Linked DNA regions of Mus musculus: region 2 is linked to region 1. A link is a contact called in public Hi-C data. All regions are on one chromosome and are shown on one strand. The core of a region is the stretch at or near the end of the contact, and the rest is flanking DNA. Distances in the headings are between cores, read along the strand shown.

Region 1 (4,014 bases), core at 978-3,477:
CGGTCTATGCTTCCCAGTGTTGATTCTGCATTGCATCTCTCCTGCATCAGAAAGGAGAATTCCTTCAGCTACAAGGCTCAGGACAGGGGTTCTGAGTAAGCCTCGTGGCATTTACAGACTCAGAGAAGTTCCAGTCTTCCGGGAGAGCATGCACAGAGAGTGGCTACATCAAGCCAGGAGGGCACTGAGTCAGGTTCAGTCCAGGACCCAAGTTCCGTACTCTACTGAGCAGTGCATCTGGGTGCATACATGTCTAGTTGCACAGAAGAGCAACATGTTGACTCCCATTGGAACTGTAAGCATAATCAATGGGATACTGTCTTAGCTCACAGCAATGAGTTGCCGTGTCTATCAACCCCTGCCCTTCTCCCTAAGTATCCTCTTGCCCCCATTCCATCCTACTGGGCACGCATCACCCATCAAGTGTTCTGCTTCACCATAAACCCAGGCATGGTGGCACACGTTTAATCTCAATACATAGGAGATGAAGGAAGGAGAATGAGAAGGTTCATTCTACACAACTTACGCAAGTTCAAGACCAGCCTGGACACAGCAACCTATCTCCAATAAACAAACAAACAAACAAAATCTGTTAATTTACATCTTATGTTATATCTTTCATTCACTCCAAGTACAACTCACCCAGGAGCCTAACCGGAGGCAGTCTGGGTCCCGATCTTATGCAGGATACATAGCACTCTGTTCAGCCATGGCTACCGGCAGGGCGCACACATGCAGGACCTCTGTGTTAAGATCTAAGTTAGAATTCAGCTAAAAGCACTAAAGCGAAATCAGGCCAGTCATGGAGAAGTTTTGCTGTCCTGGAATTGACAGTGTAGACACTCAGAAGCCAAGAGGACAACTGTATCTGTTTTCTCTGGTTGGCTCGCTGCTACTCTCTGCCAATCCCCTACAACGAAGAACAGGCAGCATTGTCTACCTGTCTTCACAGCAGGGCAGAAGCCACAGCAAGGGGCTGCTGAGTGGTTGCTTGGGTGTGTAATAGTTTTATCTCGGTTATGTGGCCTGTGACCTGAAGAGATGGAAAGAAGGTCCACAGGAGGAAAACCACACATTGGATTGGATAATAATGCGTGTACATGGCACAGCCAAATTCCAACCCCAGCTCTCTTCTCCATTATTACACAATGTCTGTCTGTCTGTCCGTCTGTCTCTCTCTCTCTCTCTCTCTCTCTCTCTCTCTCTCTCTCTCTCTCTCTCTGTCTGACACACACAGAAACAGACACAGACACAGAGACAAAGACCAACCAGGGAATAACACCAATCATTGGAGAGAAAACAATACTAACAAGATATTGTGAGGAGGTAGAGGGAATATGAGGAAAAGAATAAAGGGGTACATAAGAAATGAGAAGGAAGGCTGGCGAGATGGCTTAGCAGGTAAGAGCACTGACTGTTCTTCCAAAGACCCTGAGTTCAAATCCCAGCAACTATAGGGTGGCTCACAACCACTCGTAATGAGATCTGATGCCCTCTTCTGATGTGTCTGAAGACAGCTATAGTGTACTTATGTATAATAATAAATAAATCTTAAAAAAAAAAGGAAGGAAAGAGAAGGAGAGAGAAGGGGAGGGGCTGTCCTAACAGTGGGACCAACAAGCACTAAGCACAAAGCACTAAGTTCCCACTGGAACAATGGGCCCTCTGCTCCTGGTGTCTTCTCCAGCCAGCCATTAGATCTCAAAGGCAACCAGTCATTGTAAATGGGTTTACCCTTGGCCCCTGCATCAATCACACTGAAGACCTTAAAGTCTGCAACTGTAAACCCAAGGCTGTCCCCACTTGCTCCCTGGGCAAGCCACAGTGTAAATCATATGCCAAGACAGCAGCAACGTTACCTCAACAAAATGCAATGAGATTGCCAGTGAGCATGCCTCGTCGCTTCATCTTAGAACCCCAGTCTTACACCTTAGAAATAGACATCATGTGTCGTCCACAGTTACCAGACTTTCTGGATATGAGAATGGAGGCTGGAGAGATGGGCAAAGGTCACTGGCATCCGTGAGAGCTAAGCTTGTTCCAGTTGTCAGGACGACACTCTCTCCACTACTTGCGTTGGCTCACACAACTACACTTAATTTTAGTTCATCACACATTCAGCTTGCGCTTTCTAGGAATTTTAGAGTCCCTCCATCTGTGCGCCTGCCATTCCACTCACTCACTCTTTATTCAGCATCTCTATCTGTTGCACAGTCCTTGCAAGCAGGGGAGAGGTCTGGGTGGGTAGACTGATCACCATCTGTTTGTCATTTTGACAGCTCAGAGATGGCTGCCCCCCCCCCGCCCCCCCCCACACTTGCTGTATGTGCTTTGTCTTCTCCTGATGGTCCAGGTCTAGATCTACAGCCCACTTCCGTCAAGGGCAAAGGACAGGTTTCTTCGAGGTTTGCAAGCCACTGAGAATGAGGTCACTACTGTCAATTAAGGCCTGCACCAGCATCAAAGGGAAGGTTTCCTTTTCAGAAGTGTTTTAAATACACTTCAGACGGCTTAGGCGGAAACCAGGCAGTTGGACCTCATTCAATTGTGTACAATTGTTAAAATAACACATGTAATGAGGAGTTGAAGGCTGGGCTTTGAGACTGCCAAATAATGGATGCTGAGGTGCCAGGCTGCAGGCTGAACCGTCCCTGCAGTTCTGGCTATCTCAAGACTGCTCAAGGGGTCACAACTGTGACAGCATGGTTGCCTCTGGGACCCAGGAGCAGGTGCATGCATTTCTCATCTCTACCAGAGCCTTGGTCAAAAGCCACACGACTTGAAATGGCTGTATGGTCTTCAAAATGCCACCCAGTGTTCAAAAGAAAAAAGAAAAAAACCCTAGCAATCAAATATTCAAATTATTAAGGACTGGTTTGTTATACCCACAAGTGGTGTATCCTGGGAAAGCAGAGGGTGTGACATTATTTCTTAAGAAGCCTAAGAAGGGCATTTGATTTTTGGATAGATACTATGTGCTCTGAGATGGCTATTTGTGTGGATAAACGCTTTGGAGACTTGGAGCTTTAGGAAAAATGGGATCTGGTTAAAGTTCTCATCTTCCTGCACTCTTGGTTGCTTTAATCTTTTCTATCCACACATAGACCAGATGGAAAAGGAAGTCCCCATTCTTTGAAGATATAGAGGTACAGAAAGCGACGACATTTTGTGGATAAACAGACATTTAGCGTTCTCTGTCCAGTCACTTCTCTTTTTCCCGGTGATAGAAGTTCTGGCTTCTGTGATTAAAAAGCCCCTTCGGACTCAATACAATATTTAGCAACTTCACGGCACATACAAAACTCATCTGGGCACCGTGCCTGGCTTCTTTTGGAAAAGACACCCTGGTCAACCATTACTCAGCACTAGCTACAAGCTTCACCTTGACCGATCTGTCCAAGGCTTCACACCTTGACCGATCTGTCCAAGGCTTCACACCTTGACCGATCTGTCCAAGGCTTCACACCTTGACCGATCTGTCCAAGGCTTCACACCTTGACCGATCTGTCCAAGGCTTCACACCTTGACCGATCTGTCCAAGGCTTCACACCTTGACCGATCTGTCCAAGGCTTCACACCTTGACCGATCTGTCCAAGGCTTCACACCTTGACCGATCTGTCCAAGGCTTCACACCTTGACCGATCTGTCCAAGGCTTCACACCTTGACCGATCTGTCCAAGGCTTCTTTCTTTCACCACCTCCTAGCTCACTTGCTCTCTCTGGCGCTCTCTCTAGGACTGAGCGCGTTCAGTTGTATTCTTGGTCACGAGCAAGGCTTTTCATCACATCTTGACTCTGTCCCTGTTCCACCTGAGGGCCATGGTCCTCCATCCAGCATGCTGGCAAGCCAATGGGCCTGGTGTTTACATTCTCCAGGTAAGGTGACAAGACTCAGGAGGGGTGGAATGTTTCTAAAAAGGATGCCATATGCCAAGCCTTCCAGAAGCTAACCACTTTGGTTGGACTACAACCATTGCTGAGTTAGATAGTAAAACCAAAGGCCTGACACGGAG
Region 2 (4,014 bases), core at 425-2,924, 360 kb after region 1:
GCTCAGTCTAATAGTAGGCTGTGAGGATCCACCTCTGTATTCGTCAGGCACTGGTAGAGCCTCTCAGGAGGCAGCTCTAACAGGCTTCTGTCGGCAAGCACTTGTTGGCATCCACATCTTAGAGTTACTCACTGCACTGATGGGGGAAACTAAGACAAGCTGAGGTTCTTTTAAAAGGTCTCCCCTAATAAGCAAGACCAAGGATGTAGACCCAGTTATTTTAGAACATGCTTTTTTAACCAAAGGAATGCCCAAAGCCCCCCAAAAGGCAGGGAGTAACCAACACACAATTAGTAGGCACAATATCTCCTCAGAACCAAATGAGATACGACTAGAGTAAAGTTATTTTGCTTAAAAGAATAAGAAAGTCTGGGCATGGTGGCGCAACCTATGAGTGGAAGCATGAAGATCTCAGGGCCTCCAGGCTAGCCTGGGCTATATCTAAGTCCTGGGCTAGCCTGGGCTATAACTAAGTCCCTGACTCAAGCAGAAGATGAAAGATTTAAGAAAGAAGAAAGAATAACTAGAATTCCTTTACTTGTGTTATGGTAGATTCTTGAACTTTATGAGCCTTTAAAAAAACCAAAGGACTCCTAGTCTTTCAGATCTGCCATGTCTACCTACCAGTCACTAAGGATGTTCAGATAATTCAAGAGAGTAGAGAAACAGAAGTCGCTTATGAAAAATTCTCCAGCAGCCAGAGCAGTGGTGGCGCACGCCTTTAATCCTAGCACTTGGGAGGCAGAGGCAGGTGGATTTCTGAGTTTGAGGCCAGCCTGGTCTACAAAGTGAGTTCCAGGACAGCCAGGGCTACACAGAGAAACCCTGTCTCGAAAAACCAATAAATAAATAAATAAATAAATAAATAAATAAATAAATAAATAAATAAATAAATAAAAATAAAAGATTCTCCAGAAGCTTTTATGGGGGGACAGGGAAAAGTTTTACTCAAAATGTGAAGTGACTCAGGTGGACACTCTGGGGGTCTCAGGATGTAACGTTCCGTAAGCTTTCCTGGCTTCTCCTCAAAGGCTTGCCTTGCTCTCCTCATTGGAACGTCTATACATTAATACAAGTTTTTCTTTTTTACATGACCTATTTTTCCAAAGGGACTGAGAGGGGGAAATTATAAATGCATGTTTAAAGCCACACTCATATTTAAATTCTCCCTATTTCTGTCATGCATTTTTTAGTACTTTCTATGTGCGATGAAAGATAAGGACGTGCATGCATGATTAATTGTAATGATGGGAGAACGCGAGGCAGTTGCTTAAGAAACGCGCACAACAAAGGAATAAACTACTGCAGACATCACCAGGACTGGAATGACACTACTCTGTGTACTCCGTTGCCATGGCAACGAGCAATGGGAAGATGAATGTTTCCTCGTCACTCTGCTCTGCAGTTCACGTCTATAAATCAAACTTGCATAAAGAACACAAGATTTCTGCTTCGGACTGTACTCAGGGTGGGTTTATTTTCCTGTTCCTGTATAATTATGGAGAAGCAGCAGAAAACAATGAGGTCATTTTTAGTGGGGAACAAACTCAGAAATTACTAATACACCTGCGGCATACAATGCCATTCATCTAGCGAGAAACAAGAAGCAGGCGAGCCAACCGGCAAATGAAAGCCTGTCTGCTTCCTGGGCACAGCCATGCCACCGCTCCTTGGCTCTGGCTGAGAACTGCACATTCAGAGCCTGGTGTGCCCTGCCTTCCCTAGCCGGGCTCTGCCATGGATACAGCAGCTCCTTAATTACCTGCCTCAGGAGCAGGCCGGGTTTGCATTGTGCAATTGTGCAGGAATGCATTCCATATTTAGTATGGACGTTTACTGAGGCGGAACAAGGTACAGTTGTTTTTATTTACATGGAAAATGGCTCACTGTGTCAAAGTCAGGGAGGAAAATAACACAGTATCGTGGAATTGGAAGTCAGTTGATCCCAGTTAGGATCCGACCTACGTGACCTTGGGTAGACACAAGCGTTAGTTCAGGCTCCATTTTCTGAGCTGTGCAAAGGGATGTTGTAGATGATTCCTGAGCATCTCCATTATTCAAGTCCAAGGCACTGTAAAGGCCAAATCTCAAAGACCTGATCATGGCAAAGCCGTTAGCTGTGCTAGTTCTTAAAGAGGGTACACTTGGCTCTGGTGTTTTTAACTTCTCTATTAGCAAACGCTTCACCATCAGGTGTTTCACGGTTATCATTGGACAGAAACCTTCTGAGCCAAAACACAGAAAATGTACTAAAACTCTCAGTTCAACTAAATGACAGATACTCCTATAACCTACGTTTATAAATTTATAATACATTTAAATCTAGGCAACAGGACCATTTATTAATTTCGACATGGTGGGAGGATCTTGCAGCTTCTGTAAGATTTTTTTCTGGGGAGTGGTCACTGAGGTTGACCTCAAGGCCTGACACATGCCAGCAAGCAATCTACCACCGAGCTACATCCTCACCCAGCATCCGGCTTCTTTAAACCCACAGACTCTGATGTGTTCAGGCTCTCCTAGAGTACATCTTTGTAAGCCCAAGACCCAGCACGGCCTGATAAAATTTTGTAGAATAACTCAGTACCTAAACAAACTCTTGGTACCACCTTTTTGTCCCTTGTAGCAAATGGGCACTTCCTTTTCCACCCTTAAACAGCTTCATATAGACATACAGAAGCCATCCCTGTGGGTGACAGGAAAATGTCTGGAACCAAGATAAAACAACGGTAGTATCTTTTGGGTAAATCTAACAGTTTTATGGAACTTTTTGACCTTAAAAAATCACTTTGGGGGTGTAGAGCATAAGGGGTCCCTAGAAATGAGGAAGGTCTCCTGTCCCTTGCTAAGTCTTCAGGGTTTTTGCTACCGGTACCAAAGGAACTAAGTCTGTGCACACAGCCACGGAAGCATTAAGGTGGACAAAAGCAAAGGTGCACCTGGCCTTATGTTCCTGACCTCAGGGAATGTTTGTGCCGCCACTGGGGAAGGCAGGCTGTAAAGAAGCTGAGGAGCTGGCAGGCGGTTATGAACTGTGCAGGATCTGCCTGTGCGACGTGCTAGCGCTCTATGCGGCCTCATCAGAGCTGTAAGCAAGGGCTTCGGGGGTTAAAGAAACAAACCTCACCCCAGCAAAGCAATGTGCCGGCTGTCGCAGCAATACATCCATAGAAAAGCAAACTCCTAATAGCCATAGGCCATCAGCATCTGTAAATCTAACTCTGGCACATAAACATGACCAGGACCACCACTCCACTTCTCCAGCATCCATTACCAGCCGCACCCGTCTCCTCCAGATGAGCTGGCTCAAAAGGCTATTGCAGGATGGAGTTAGATGTCACACAACCCTGCAATTTCCAATAGATGGGCATTAACGTGGGCCAATCATCTCGATACGGGAATTTACTATAAATGCATTCTGCTTGCCATCTGAGAGATTTGATCCATTTCTTAACCCTAGAAAGTACATGATTTGGGCACACACTTTATGCTAAAAATTCAAAACCCAGTAAAAATAACATTTATTAAGAAAGGCTTCAGGTTTAACTTCTCCATTCAGTCAGGCGTGTGTGTGTGTGTGTGTGTGTGTGGTGTGTGTGTGTGTGTGTGTGTGTGCGCGCGCGCGCGCGCGCGCGCGCGCATACAAATGTATTAAATCAGAGTTCTTAGCACCACCAACTGGACAAAGAGATCTACTACACATATGCTAGGCACTCAATTTGTTTTATTCCTTGAGAACAGATCATAAATGTTTATTTCACATTTAATTTATAATAAAGTAATTTATTTCATTCATCAAATAAAATTAAAAATGCCTCTTTTGTCCGCCAAATTAATGTTCACTCACACTGGTTCCTTCAGATAAGGAGGCAGATTCTGGTTAGCTTAAGTCTACCTACTGGAGCTAATTTGATTTATTCTACTATAAACACAGACTCTAAAGCAAAGACTGAGAACTGCAATAAAAACTAGAAACTTGAAAAAGGGCAAATTCAATGGACTGCATACCATTCA

What was found. Hi-C and Micro-C count contacts between places; a contact is called where the count stands out from the background.
Region 2: a contact with region 1 is called in a Hi-C map of cortical neurons, with 4 times the contacts expected there. The contact joins two enhancer-like sites. A contact is called at or near these places in 1 of 15 datasets of contacts at CTCF or cohesin (large pre-B cells), 7 of 484 Hi-C or Micro-C datasets (LSK cells, Th2 cells, bone marrow-derived macrophages and 4 more) and 6 of 115 datasets of contacts at active chromatin or transcription factors (bone marrow-derived macrophages, double positive thymocytes, embryonic basal ganglia and 3 more).

What each region holds. Positions count from the first base shown.
Region 1 is chr12:99,471,799-99,475,812 of GRCm38.p6, forward strand. It overlaps a transcript of Foxn3 not described here. Among named protein-coding and RNA genes, the nearest start is that of Foxn3, 24 kb to the left of the region's middle. Within about 2 kb of position 2,228, at least 13 of the 459 cell types and tissues checked have an H3K27ac peak or open chromatin away from gene starts, as enhancers often do. A contact at or near this core is called in cortical neurons and embryonic basal ganglia, where this site is marked.
Region 2 is chr12:99,835,252-99,839,265 of GRCm38.p6, forward strand. All of the region lies in intron 5 of Efcab11 (EF-hand calcium binding domain 11), which reads right to left. Among named protein-coding and RNA genes, the nearest start is that of Efcab11, 46 kb to the right of the region's middle. Within about 2 kb of position 1,675, at least 59 of the 459 cell types and tissues checked have an H3K27ac peak or open chromatin away from gene starts, as enhancers often do. A contact at or near this core is called in cortical neurons and embryonic basal ganglia, where this site is marked.